2 separate regions of the Mus musculus genome follow, and region 2 is linked to region 1. Evidence: chromatin contacts called from public Hi-C data. All regions are on one chromosome and are shown on one strand. Each heading gives the region's core, a stretch centred on a gene start, on an enhancer-like site or on the middle of the called end of the contact. The rest is flanking DNA. Distances are from core to core; before and after follow the strand shown.

Evidence for each region. A called contact is a pair of places that touch in the nucleus more often than the background predicts.
Region 2: a Hi-C map of ventricular fibroblasts shows a contact between it and region 1, with 4 times the contacts expected there. The contact joins two enhancer-like sites. A contact is called at or near these places in 4 of 484 Hi-C or Micro-C datasets (liver, nephron progenitors, stem cell-derived neural stem cells and 1 more).

Annotation. Positions count from the first base shown.
Region 1 is chr8:54,162,274-54,169,075 of GRCm38.p6, reverse strand. It overlaps Vegfc (vascular endothelial growth factor C), which reads right to left. Exons shown (of 7, transcript NM_009506.2): 4 at 1-51. Among named protein-coding and RNA genes, the nearest start is that of Gm33153, 82 kb to the right of the region's middle. Within about 2 kb of position 5,370, at least 45 of the 459 cell types and tissues checked have an H3K27ac peak or open chromatin away from gene starts, as enhancers often do.
Region 2 is chr8:54,461,785-54,468,322 of GRCm38.p6, reverse strand. No RefSeq gene overlaps it. Among named protein-coding and RNA genes, the nearest start is that of Spcs3, 65 kb to the left of the region's middle. Within about 2 kb of position 3,107, at least 12 of the 459 cell types and tissues checked have an H3K27ac peak or open chromatin away from gene starts, as enhancers often do.

The DNA.
Region 1 (6,802 bases), core at 4,121-6,620:
GATTGTGACTGGTTTGGGGCCTTGTGAGAGAGGCACTGTAATTTCAAACAACTACAAGGGACAAAAAGAAGAAAAATATTATATAGATGCTGGAGAGGACTTTTATGGTAAATGTTGGAGTCCAAAAGAGTGAGTGAGATTAGCTTTCTATGACTTACTACTGTGTATTACAGGCAGGGCATTAATGCTTTTCAAATAGTAACAAAGTAAAAAGTGGTTTGCTCCCAACCAGTATCTTCCATTAGAATAATAAAAAGTTCAGATGCTTACATCACTTCACTAGTTATGAATTATATTCAAAGCATGATGAGCAACTAATGACGTGGAACAAAACAGTGACAGACCACTGTGTTCAAGGACAGAGAATTATTTCAGAACCCCAGATTACTCAAGGTCTTAAAGCCCAAGGATTAAAATGTGACACAAATGATCCAAGGTAAATATATTCCTGACTTAGGAGTGAAATTGCTGGCCACACAGCCTATAAATGCTCAGTTAAATTCTATTTTATGAAACCTGAACCCATAGACATAAATTATGCTTATGAAATTACTTTTCGTTCCAAATGAAATTTCTCCTTGAAGTTTTTACATATCTCAGATCTTAAGAATTTACAACATTTAAAACAAACAAAAAGTGAGCAATCCATCCTTTTAACAGACAAAGCTGTGTAATTTGCAATTTTGACAGACCTTATAAAAATGATCTAAAAATAAGTTAGCCATTTTACATTGCTGTTGAATTGAACTAGAGTCTGAAGATGCAGTTTACCTAAAGTGTCTACTGCACTCCTAGTTTATGGAGAACTTCAGTTCTCAAAGAGGAAAAAAAACAGGCAATGTTTTAACCAGAACACAGAGATTAAGTAGATATTAATTTTAAAGATTTATAAGCCAATTTATTACTTAAAAAATGGTAAAAGTGAAACCCTACCCATTAGCTGCTTGTTTGTTAAATGGATTGATAGTAGAGAAATGGCAGTTGAGCCCTGTGTTATTCTATATTGTTGTGGCAATCTGAGAAATGCTACAATGGACAAAACACCTCAGACCCGTGAAACTGCTCTCTCCCTGGCTGTAATTTCAAGCCATCAGTTGACAATTACTGACAAGGATAAGGGGCTAAAATTCTCCTGACAGTTGTGGATATACAGTATAAAGACAGCATGGATGGACTTAACAGTTTGGGATAAGAGAATAAAGAGAACATAGCTGGACCTGAAGATTGTGGTAAGTGAAAGGAGCCAGGCGTAGAAATACAGGTACTATGAGATCTCATAAGTTTGTGGAAAATAAAGTATCTGATGTCAATGAAACTAAGAGTAGAAATGTTGGTTTCCAGAAACTAGAAAGGAGTGGGGTGGACATGCTACAGTTAGGCTGTGGTAATTAGGTCTGGGACGCTATTTCACAGTAAAGGGACTACTTATAGTGATCACGTATTGCCTACCTCAAAAAGCCAGAAGGATTTTCACTATCTATTGTATGAATAAGTTATATATATTTGAGGAGATAGAGATGTAGCCTGATTTCAAAAGGTATGCATATTTAAACAATATGTAGTATACCATTAATATGAAATTCTATATTTTAATGTACCTATCAAAATAAATGTATATCTACATATATATTTACATACACACACACACACACACACACACACACACACACACATATATATATATATATATATATATACCATCTAAATTATACGATGTGCCTTTTCTTTATTTGAAGCATACTTACATCTACATTAAACAATACAAATACTTTCTAGGAAAATACAACATATTCATAAAAGATGGATGAAAGATTGTACCCATATAGGATATTTTTCTTAGCTTCCATGTTTAAAAACTGTATGGGTTTGGAAAAGTGGTTAAGCTTTTCTAAGGTATATATTTTTCTTTATCAGTTAACTAAAGGTAATATAAAAATTGATTTGTTATTTCATAAAATGGATATAAAATTATGTATAACATATTATATGTGAATATGACGATGTATATAGTTTGCTATAGAGATGTTAGTATTTGCATAAATTCTCAAGGTTATATGTGTTTTCTAGAATATTTTATATTTTTCATAGACAATATATGACCACAATACAGCCATAATTGTGATTTTGATTTCTTCTCTGAGCACATATTTGCTTATGTTACTGGCAGAAAATTTCTGATTTAATGAAATGACTGACATCTCTATCTATAGATAGCTTCTTTTATGAAATAATTTTGCAGGTCTACATATGGTACAGCTTATTTTATTTTTCATGCCATGGATTAAAACTACAACATCAAGAAACATAGAAGATATGTAAATTGTGTACACCAGGAGGATTTTAAATATATTTGTCAATCATTCCTATAATTTTTCTGGTGTTGGGGGATACAGCTTGGGATTTTGTACATGATCTAACACTAAACTATGCTTCACTTCTTAGTTTTATCTTTATGATTTGACCTTCATATTTACCATATCTTACTTTTTACAGTGTAAATGATAGCAAGACATACAGGTCAGTAAATAAAGTCTAATAATGCTTATATAATGAGCGGTTAAGTTTGTGTCTGGAACTGGAGGAGAGTTATACAACGGTTGTCAGTATCAACATCGGGAATAAAATCATGGACAGTGAAGTGTGATTTAGTGACATCATAGAGAATGAAAAGAGAATGTATGTAACAAAGAAACTCGGGGATCAGGAACATTCATAGAGAAGGCAAATGAACTTGTAAATATCTTGTAAAAAGGCCGACTTCTAATTGGGAAGGCCAGGAGGGTATATGCCATGGAAAAAAAATTCTGCTTAAACTCTATTTTCTTGTTCAGATCTTCAATAATGATTTATTGAGTATCTATAAGCTACTATAAAGTCCTTGCTAGGATTCCTAGATGGTAATCATCAATAACGATACTCGCTCCTATGCAGCTCACGGATACAAAGAGTATCAATGAGAGTGAATGACACTTGCTCCTATGCAGCTCACAGATACCAAGAGTATCTTTGAGAGTGAATGACACACGTGTGAGCATGTACTGATGCACATGCCCCTGTACACACAGAGATAAACACACAGCGGTGATAGATAGATGCTATATGAGAATTTTCAAGGTACCAGAGAGTTTCTAAAAATAAAAATAAAAAATGCTTCTAAGAAATTAGTAAGCACAGTATAACCATCATGTGAAATTATCTCTGGCCATTTCATGAAATCTGAACAATACAGTTAACTATAATTCTCATCAATGAAGTCATGACCTATATAAACACATTGATTCTTGGGATGCAGTGGATTATATCATGCTTTTAATACTATATGTTGATGTCAGACTAATTTTCATTTTAATCTGTACATAGTAGTATTTTTAAATTCACTTATATTCAAGGTAAAAAGTTCAGACTTGGCGTACAGAATTAGATAGTGGTCCTTAGCTAGTATACGTACTCAGTAGGTACTAAGAGACACCACAAAATTACTTAATATTGCAATTAACTGCAGTCTGATATTTACTAAAGCAGTCTTATGCTATAAAGAAGGTACTGCTAGCCTAACTCATAATATTAATTTATATTTGACTTAATATTTAAGTGGTAAGAACATTACTTATGAACTGATATTATTTACGTCTACATGCTTTGTTTTGGCTTTGGAACACATTTAAAATGGTATGCATATAAAGAAGGCGTTTTTAAAAGTTTGTGAATTTAAAAACATCTGATTTTATATTCTGTGAAAGTGTGCTAAATAAAGCAAAACAGGAAATATTTCTGACCTTACGTTCCCTGTTGTTATCTACTGGCATTCTTCAGTAAGAATATGTAATGGTCAATTCTCACCAACAAGAATGGACTGCGAATAGAGTGCACTTTGAAACAATAGTGTTTACCCAACATAGCAACTCCTACACATCAACAGTTCAATCTCCGTACACCTTACAGGCTGGTCAAGAGAGAGTGCAGAGCTTCCTCGCTGGGAATACCCTGGAGTACAATTTATTCCCAAATTCAACAGGAATATTGTGGGATACAAATATGTTCCTAAAATGAGACTTTTAAAGCATCTTCATATCTGAAATAGAATTCTCTTTTCTCTTTTCTTCTAATTATCCTAACTTTGAGCACATTCAACATTAAAAAAGAAAAAAAGAAAAAGTTGTGACTGGAAGGTATAAAAGCAATAATTCCTAAAAATGAGAAGAGGTGAAAGTTCAAAGTTCATGTCTGCAGTTAAACTTAGTGTCCTGGCCACACACCCACAGCTGTTCAAAGCCTTTAGAACTCAAGAGTAGATTTAAAATGAAAAGCAGATAGAAGAGTCTTGACACTCAGCTCTGAACACATTTTAACATACTGTGATGCATGAAACTCACACCACATTACAAATAGGTTAAAACCTCAAGTCAGGAGCTCTCAGAGTCCTTGATAAAATTCTTAACACCATCAATATCTTTATTTGACCAAAAGCAATGCTTTTTTTCACAGATTTATTGGTTAAAATAATATTTTCCTGAAGAAAATATTATTATTGCATAACTTTCTGCTAACTTTCCTGGTCAAGAGCTCTTTCTCCACATCAAGATGAAACCTGTTTTCTAGCAACTGTACTTGCCAAATATTAATTTGTTAAGGACACAACACAAATCACATTCCATTTAAAAATACATGAATACATACGAGTGGAATAAATTAATCTTCCATGCCCCTGCAGCATTCTGGAAGAAATATTTCTAACTACAGTGCAAATAATACCGCCTACTTGTACTATAAAGATCCATATTATACTGAGGTTCAAATGTATTCTGTTGTAAAAAAAAATATGATACATTGTATTCAAATATAAAGAAATAATGTTGGCAATACATATGTTTATATAATTTCTATAAACTTAAAGAAACAAATTGCTGTATCTTTTTGAGTAGGAAATACAGAATTTTAAATAATGCTTAAAATTAGTTCATGAAGCTAGACTGGTTTCTCTTGCCTAGTGCCTAATGACTATTTAAAAAAAAAACTGCTCAACTTCTTGAGAGCAAACTTCAGGCGTCACAGTTATACCTTTGGTCCTAGTAACCATGCATTCATTATTATGATCTTTATGATGCCATTTTGGGGGAAATGGGAACATTCATGGCACTTCAGACTCCACATGCACATTTTCATAGCAGATACCTTTCTTCTGGCTCTACTTTCATCAACAAATAACTTATTTTCTGCAAGATTCACTTTAGCTTTTGCTGTGATCTCTTAACTGTACAGCTTCACATAGGAAAGTACACTCAGGGCATGTTCACGTGAGTCTACGATGGCATTCCGTCAATATGCTTCTAGCCGTTCCAGGGGGAGCCTGCTGAAGCAGTTGCTATTGGTTACGTCAGTTTGGAATGCACAGACCATGTGGTTTCACTTTGCAACTAGAAACTGGCTTCCTTGTGCATTCTGATAACCTGCCCTTCACAAAGACCCATAAAAAAAAACCCACATTTCTATGAAGTTTCCATTTTAAAAATCAACAATTGGAGCATAACACTAGAGATGCTGGTGTTGTTAAGGTTTATATACTCAGACTGGTGAGGTTGGCTGCTAAAATACGTGTCTGAAACTTTAACAAAACAAAAGCTTGGGTCCCCCCCCACACACACACACACTTTTACCTTAAAGACATTTAACAGTAAGAAATTTATTGGAAAGACATCTTCACACATTCCCATGTGTACATTGAAAAAGTATCTTTTTTTATAAATATAGGAGAAAGTTATTCAGTGGAAGATTTAACAAACTGTATTAGTAAAAGGAGAAATAGAACTGAACACTTCCTTCCTGCCCTGGGGTGTTTCATGCTTTAGCTACAAAAACTCCATGAAAGCACTTTTGTAAACCTGTAGGGTTCTCATTTGGAACACATCCACTACTTTTAATAACTCTATGAGTATTAATTTTATTTTAAAATTTTAGTTTTAATTATGTGTATGTATGCAAGGGAGGGGGATTTTGTGTGTACACTGAGTGCAGGGGCCTGTGGAGACTAGAGCAGTTCTTTCCCCTGAAGCTGGAGTTACAGACGTTTGTGACCCATCAGAAATCAGTGCTGGGAATTGAATTCTGGTCCTGTAAAAAATTGGTACTCTTAACCTCTGAACCCAAATACTAATTCCCTTGGCCACATACTAAATTCTATTGGAGAGAATCTATATGTCATTACTTACTTTAAAACAACACTAAGTTCCACTCATTTAACTAAAGTTAAGTTAAGTTTATTAGTCCAAACAAACAAACAAACACAAGAACATCCTTTTGGAGGGAGGAGGACATGGTTTTACAAAATGAAAGGAAGTAGTGACTGAAACGAATAACGAATGGTGGTTTTACCTTGGCATTTGATTTTCTCTTCTAATAAATACAGTTAGTATTCATAAGAATTATAAGCTTCATTTGATAGTACAACTATTAAAGTTATTCTTTCTCCCAAATTAGAAGTGGAAGACACGGCCACTTCACTAGATTTCTGTGTCCAACTTCATTCTAGCATCTGCATCTTTTAGTGCTTTCACCATCACAAAACCTTCATACTCAAACTCAACCTCTGACCTTGAAGTCATTTCCCTTCATTGAACCACTCTCTCTACTTGGTGCCAAGTGTTGAGCACAGGCCAAGTATAGCACTAAGTATTCTCTAGGTTAATAAACAAACAATGTTTACATTCACAGAATTTAGAGCCCAGAGAATAAAAATCAATAGATAAAAATGAAAACAATGTCATGGGAATGTGGAAATGGCTTCTATGAGTAACCAAGCCTGCGG
Region 2 (6,538 bases), core at 1,858-4,357, 300 kb before region 1:
AATTGTTAAAGGACCCATATATTGTAGCATCTAAGAACAAAGAAAGTCATACTTAAACAAAACATTTTTCTGATTCTTTGTGAGTTTCACAAGGAAATGCATCTTCATCCCTCAGTACTCTCCCTCTGCCCTTGCAACCCACCCTTAAAAGAAAACCACAAAAATAAATATGAAATATCACCTCCACACACCAAAAGCCACAAAACAAACAAACAAACAAACAAACAAACAGAAACAAAAAACATCCCAACCAACAACCAACAAACAAACATCTCACCATGGGAGCTGTGATATGACCAGTGTCACACGGTATAGCCCAAACAGTCTCATATGCAAGGGTTCATTTCTATGAGTCACTATTTTGGTTCAAGGCCTCTAGCCTCTGCTACACCATCTATACTGAATGCATACCAGTACTCCTATTGTTGCCCTGTGTCATGGAGATCTTGCAGTTTTAGTTCTGTAGGACCAGCTCTCCAGCTTTCCCTGGGTGAGGGATGTGGCCACCTCTTGTGAGAAATTCATACTCAAGGAAACTTGCTCATTTTGAAAGTATTTTTGCAATGAAGAATTTGATAAAGAATGGTTTGTGTGCACAAAGAAAGCTGTGGTGCTTTGAATGGAAATTAACTCCATGGTCCCCACTTTGTGGAACTGTTTGGGAAGGATTTGGAGGTGTGACTTTTCAGGAGGATTGGGAGGTACTGAGGGTAAGCTTTGAAGTTTCAAAAGCTCTCTGCCATCTTAAATGTGTTCTCTGGCCCCCTTTGTGAAGTTAAGTTTGACCTTTCAGCCCTTCCTGTCACCATACCCTTGTAATACCATACTTTTCCTTTATCATGATGAATTTTAACTCTGCAACCACAAGCACCACTGTTATTTTATTTTATTTTATTTTTTGTAAGTTGCCTTGGTTATGGTGTTTTACCACATCAGTAGAAAAGTAACTAAGATAAAGACTCAGCTAGAAAAATACCTGCTGTGAGGCTAAAAAACCCCAAGTTTGGATCCTTATTACCAGCATGGCCAGACTCTAGCCACAGCAGATCTGGGTGTGAGGACAGTGATATGGGTGGGTTTCTAAAATTTACTTCCAGTCAGCAGGATGAGCTCCAGGTTTAGTAAGGAATCTTGTTTAAGACATAAAAAATCCCGAACAACAAAAGTAAAACTGGGCCACACAATCTTTATCATGTCTTTGAACAATGTCAGTTGTTCATGTTAATTAACAATGAACCATTGTTCATTGAGGCGAAAGCACATTTTCCAAACATTTAAAAAGATTGACTTGTAGTAAAAATCCAAGTTGAAATGTCAAAATGAGCTCTTTACACATTTTGGAGTCTAGAACTAATTCTACATCTCAGAATAGTGAGTCTTGGAAATAGACTGGAAGGGAAAGAAGGGGTTATAAGAGTGGGAGAGTAATATGAGAGAGAGAGAGAGATGGGGTGGGGGACAGAGACAGGAAAAGAGAGGGAGAGAGACAGAGAGACAGAAAGAGAAACAGAATACATAATATACATTCATGAAATTGTCAAATAACAAAATTAAACAATACAACATAATAATTAAAAAGTATTGAAATCCTACTATTGTAGCACACTAAGAATGATGATACAGGTTACTTGTGGCTCTAGAACTTGCCTTGAATGTCCTGTATAGAGAGATCTCTGGGGTCACACAAGCGATTTTCCTGTTGGCTTGCAAAATAAATGAAGTAAAATATCCATTGTGGGTAATCAACATGCAAACAGAGAAGCAGATTTGATGGATGCTCCAAGCAGTAAATTCTAGTAGTAAGGAAAGTCTTTGTTAGAGATACCACAGTGTTCAGCTTTGGAAAATTTCAGGCAGAGAGTGCATGGCTCCTTAGGGGTATCCTGTTATATGAATAGTAGCTGATTCTGAACTACTACAGTTAGTATTTACTTGGAAGTATCTTTAGAGTTTGTCTTTAATGAACAAATATTTAAAGAATGCTCTGGGTTTCATGTTTCACTTTTAGTTTCTTCTTGAAACAGCTTCCTTAAACGATGCCCTATCTTCTCGTGGTCCCATCTCTCCAAAAGTCATTTCAAGCTGGGGGCTAAGTATTGGGACGCATGAACCAAAATGGGGGTATTTCAAACCCAAACAATAGTTCTGTTCTCCTTTCCACAGCTGAGAGTCACATTTAAAATGAAGTCAGATCCTAGTAACAATTTGTCTAAAACCATGTATCAATTTCCTGTCTCATTAAGCCTTACTTCATATTATAAAGCTTAACAAATTGTGACTACTTGCCTTTTCTCCTGACACTTAATGCTTACTAGTCCCACCACACAGCTATGTCTGCAGACCGTTGTCATGCCAAGCAGACTCTTGCATTAGAGAGCTTAATCTTGGTTGCTTTTGTGTCTTGTGGCTTTATTATGGCCTTATCTTCTGACTCCTTTAAGCCTATTCAAATTTCATGCCAGACAGTTTCTGGTGGCTTCTGTAATGCTGAGTCCCAAGTGATAATAAACACCGGTGGCATTCCAACAACAAAGATGCCTGTAATGCATGAACCTCATCCAATCTCAGCAGTCTTTCTTGTTCTTCACACTTGGGCTCCTCTACTTGTCTTCTTTTCAGCTACAGGTCAGCTAGGCTCTTCCTGTTTATCTTGGATGGTGAGACTCATGAGTCCAAGAGTCATGTGGCTTTTAGCTAATCTATGGCCTTGGCTAAGATAATTAGGGCTAGTAGCTCTTAAGCTTCTGTGAGTCCTGGTGTATCTTTGTTTGTGATCCAAGAATAAGAGGCGTGTGATATTTTAAGCAGGTCTTTCTCAAGCTTCTGCTCATCTTTTAATTTCTTATTGGCAAAAGTAACAGTGATCAGAAAAAGAAAAGCACACAACAAAGCCAGTCGGGTGGGGATGGCTGGGAAAAGCAGATCTTGCTCTTCCCAGTCATCTGCTGGGAAAATTGATCTTGCTGTTTAGTAAAAGGTATTGCAAAGGCACCCAGTAAAAGGGCTGGATAATGGAGGGATGAAGAATTACAGCAGTGAGACAATCAGTCAACCACAGCATCTTATCAGTGAGCTCTTCCTGGCCACCCAATATAAAAAAGCAACTTCTTTCCCTGACTCACTTTTTATCACTCCAGTACAGCTTTGTTTTTATATCTGTGTCTGGCGTTGTATAGATCTTGGTCATGGTTTAATCTGGGAAACGGAGACACGAGGAGATATAAATCGCATGTAATTACCTGCCTGTGGGGGCTGACTAGGCAAGTCAGAACTCTTCTGGAAAGGCTTCTAGTACGAACTCTCAGGCAGGAGCTAAGGCTGTATGGCTACTGCTTTCTCAAGGAAAGATGCAGCTCTACTCTTATGTCTTTCAGCAGATGGAACCAGGTCCATCAAAATTATGTGGGTCTTGTCTCTTATTCAGTTAACTAATACATGTATGTATTTAGTATACATATACTTTATGAAAAAAAATCTTCACAATACCTGGAATTAAAGTGTAAGTCAGAAATCAGGGACTATAACCTAGTCAAGTTGACACTTAAAGCAACATGAAAGGAGACATACAATTTCTGTTATTTTGTTCCTACAGAAAAGGTGCTCAGAGGACCTGAGGCTTTTCTAGCAATTTTTACCATTTGAGAACTTGGAATACTTCTGGCACAAATTGACTCTAAAGAAAGGTTTGGGATTTAGTTGGGCTAGTAGTATGGCTCATCTTTTACTTACTTTTCAATTTAATTTTCTTACTTTCAAATAAACAGACCAGGTGATAAACATTATTGTGGCATTTTCTTTCCTTTTAAAACATGAATTATTATTATTTATTATATGATTATTATTATTATTATTATTATTATTATTATTTATTTGGTATTCTTTTTTAAAAATTGTTTTACACTCCAGATTTTATTCTGCCCCCTGGGCACTCCCCGCAACTGCTTCACATCTCATACCTCCCCCCAACCCCCTTGTCTCCACAAGGATTTCCCCATCCCCCATCCCACCAGACCTCCCTACTCTCTGGGGTCTCCAGTCTCTTGAGGGTTAGGTGCATCATCTTTGATTGAACACAGACCTGCCAGTCCTCTGCTGTATATGTGTTGGGGGCCTCATATCGGCTGGTGTATGCTGCCTGGGTAGTGGTCCAGTGTCTGAGAGATGTCAGGGGTCCAGGTTAATTGAGACTACTGATCCTCCTACAAGGTTGCCCTCCTCCGCAGCTCCTTTCAGCCTTTTCCTAATTCAACCACTGGGGCCAGCAGCTTCTGTCAACTGGTTGGGTGCAAATATTGGCATCTGACTTTGGGTAATGCTAGGTCCCTTTTTGTGAGCACTCCATAGCCTCAGTAATAGTGTCAGGCCTTGGGATGTCCCTTGAGCTGGATCCCACTTTGGGCCTGTTGCTCCACTTCCATCCCTGTAGTTCTTTCAGACATGAAAAATTATGGGTCAGAGTGTTGACTGTGGGATGGCAACCCCCTCCCTCATTTGATGCCCTGACTTCCTGTTGGAGGTGGGCTCTATAAATTCCCTCTCTCTACTGTCAGGCATTTCATCTAAGGTCCCTCCATTTGTGTCCTAAGAGTCTATCACCTCCCAGGTCTCTGGTGCATTCTGGAGGGTCCTCCCAACCTCCTACCTGGAGATGTTGCCAGTTTCAATTCTTTCTGCTGGCTTTCAGGGCTTCAATCCTTTTCCCTCACTCCTGATCAGGTTCTCCTCTCTCCCCCTCCCCCTGTACACTTTCCTTCCCAGGTCCCTCTCTCCCTTCCCACTTGTGATTGCTTTCTTCTCCCTCCAAAGTGGGACTGAGGAGTCCTCACTTGGGCCCTTCAGTTTGTTGACCTTTTTGAGTTCTGTGGAGTATATCTTGAGTATTCTATACTCTTTCCCCTCTAATATCCACTTATTAGTGAGTATATACCATGCATGTCCATTTGGGTCTGAGTTCTCTCACTCAGGATATTTTCTAGTTCCATCCATTTGCTGAAAAACTCATGATGTCCTCATTTTTAATAGCTAAGTTGTACTCCATTGTGTAAATGAACTACATTTTCTGTATCAATTCTTCTGTTGTGGGACATCTGGGTTGTTTTCAGCTTCTGTCTATCACAAATAAGACTGCTATGAACATAGTGGAACATGTGCTCCTGTGGCATGGTAGGGCATCTTCTGGGTATATTCCCAAGAGTGGTATTGTTGGGTCTTTTTGTGGCATTTTCTAACAGAGTGCTTGAACAGATAGCCCTCCATCATAATCCTTTCCATCAATCTGGTCCTGATTTGTAGGTTTTCTACCAATCTTTTCCCCCTTTCATTTCCCATGCAGCTTTTAGTGACCCTTTGTTCCTCCTACTTTACTCTTTCTTGCTCTCCTTTCTAATTTTCCTTAACTTTTCTCACCAAACTCAGGCCTCATGTTGATTCTTCACTGTTGGGTGTGATATGATTTAGTCCCTTGATCCTCTCCAAGGCAGCACACACATTAGGTAGGCATCTACACTCATTTTCTGTATAGTACAATTTATTTAATGTACATCCCATCCTGACATTATAGCTCTCAGAAAATTATTCACAACTAAAATACTCAGTGTGCTGTGATTAATGTTTAAGTCTCAGATATAAATACTTTTTATCCGGTAGTTACTTAATCACTGTTAACTCTTTCAGTGTGCATCTCAAACTTCACCGCAATAGATGGAATTATAAATTTCTTCTAAATATATATTTATTCATTTAGCTATCAAATTCCTCCCTCCTCTTACTGCTCCTCAGCCTTCTTTAGTAGGTGGCATCGCTGTTACTATGGGAGTTTATTCTTCCACCTAGCAAGCAGTGCACTTTGGTTTCATGTTTTGACTCATTTCCCTATTCACTCCATGATAGATTTCTTTGTCTTCAGTTCTCACAGCTGATTATGTCACCATAATAAATGATAGCTTTTGATGTCAAATATTTGCATCCTCCCTGGCTCTTCATACATTCAACTTCCGTTATCTTATTTATGTCTTATGTCTTATTTATTACACCTTTTCTAGCAATGAGGTGAAAACACAGGACGGTTGCTACACTCTGACCTTCTGTCACTTCAAAGAAATGTTTAGCCAGGACATTTTCCCATTTTAATCAGGTAATTTCTATTTTAGTATTGAGTTTCATGCATTCTTCATGTTTGGAATGCTAATCATTTTTATTATACTTGTAAACTTTGTCTTCTTATTTTGTTGCCTGTATAGAAACTCTTTCATTTGATCTAATATTGCTGGCTATTTTTCCATTTGTTAACTGAGATTTTCCTGTGAAATCTAAAAGCTGTTGCTGAACTCAGTGTCAAAGAATAGGTCCTCTACTTTTACTAGATGTAAATGAATGTTGAAAAAATATAAGAAGATCAAGCCTGAAAGCCAACCAATAGAATAGATAGGAAGAGTGAGTGTTTCTTTTTCTTGTTGCTTTTGTCTTCCTTCTTTCCCCTCCACCTCCCACCCCTCTCTTTCTCTGGAGTTTCACTCAAGCTCAGACAAACCTGGTGGCC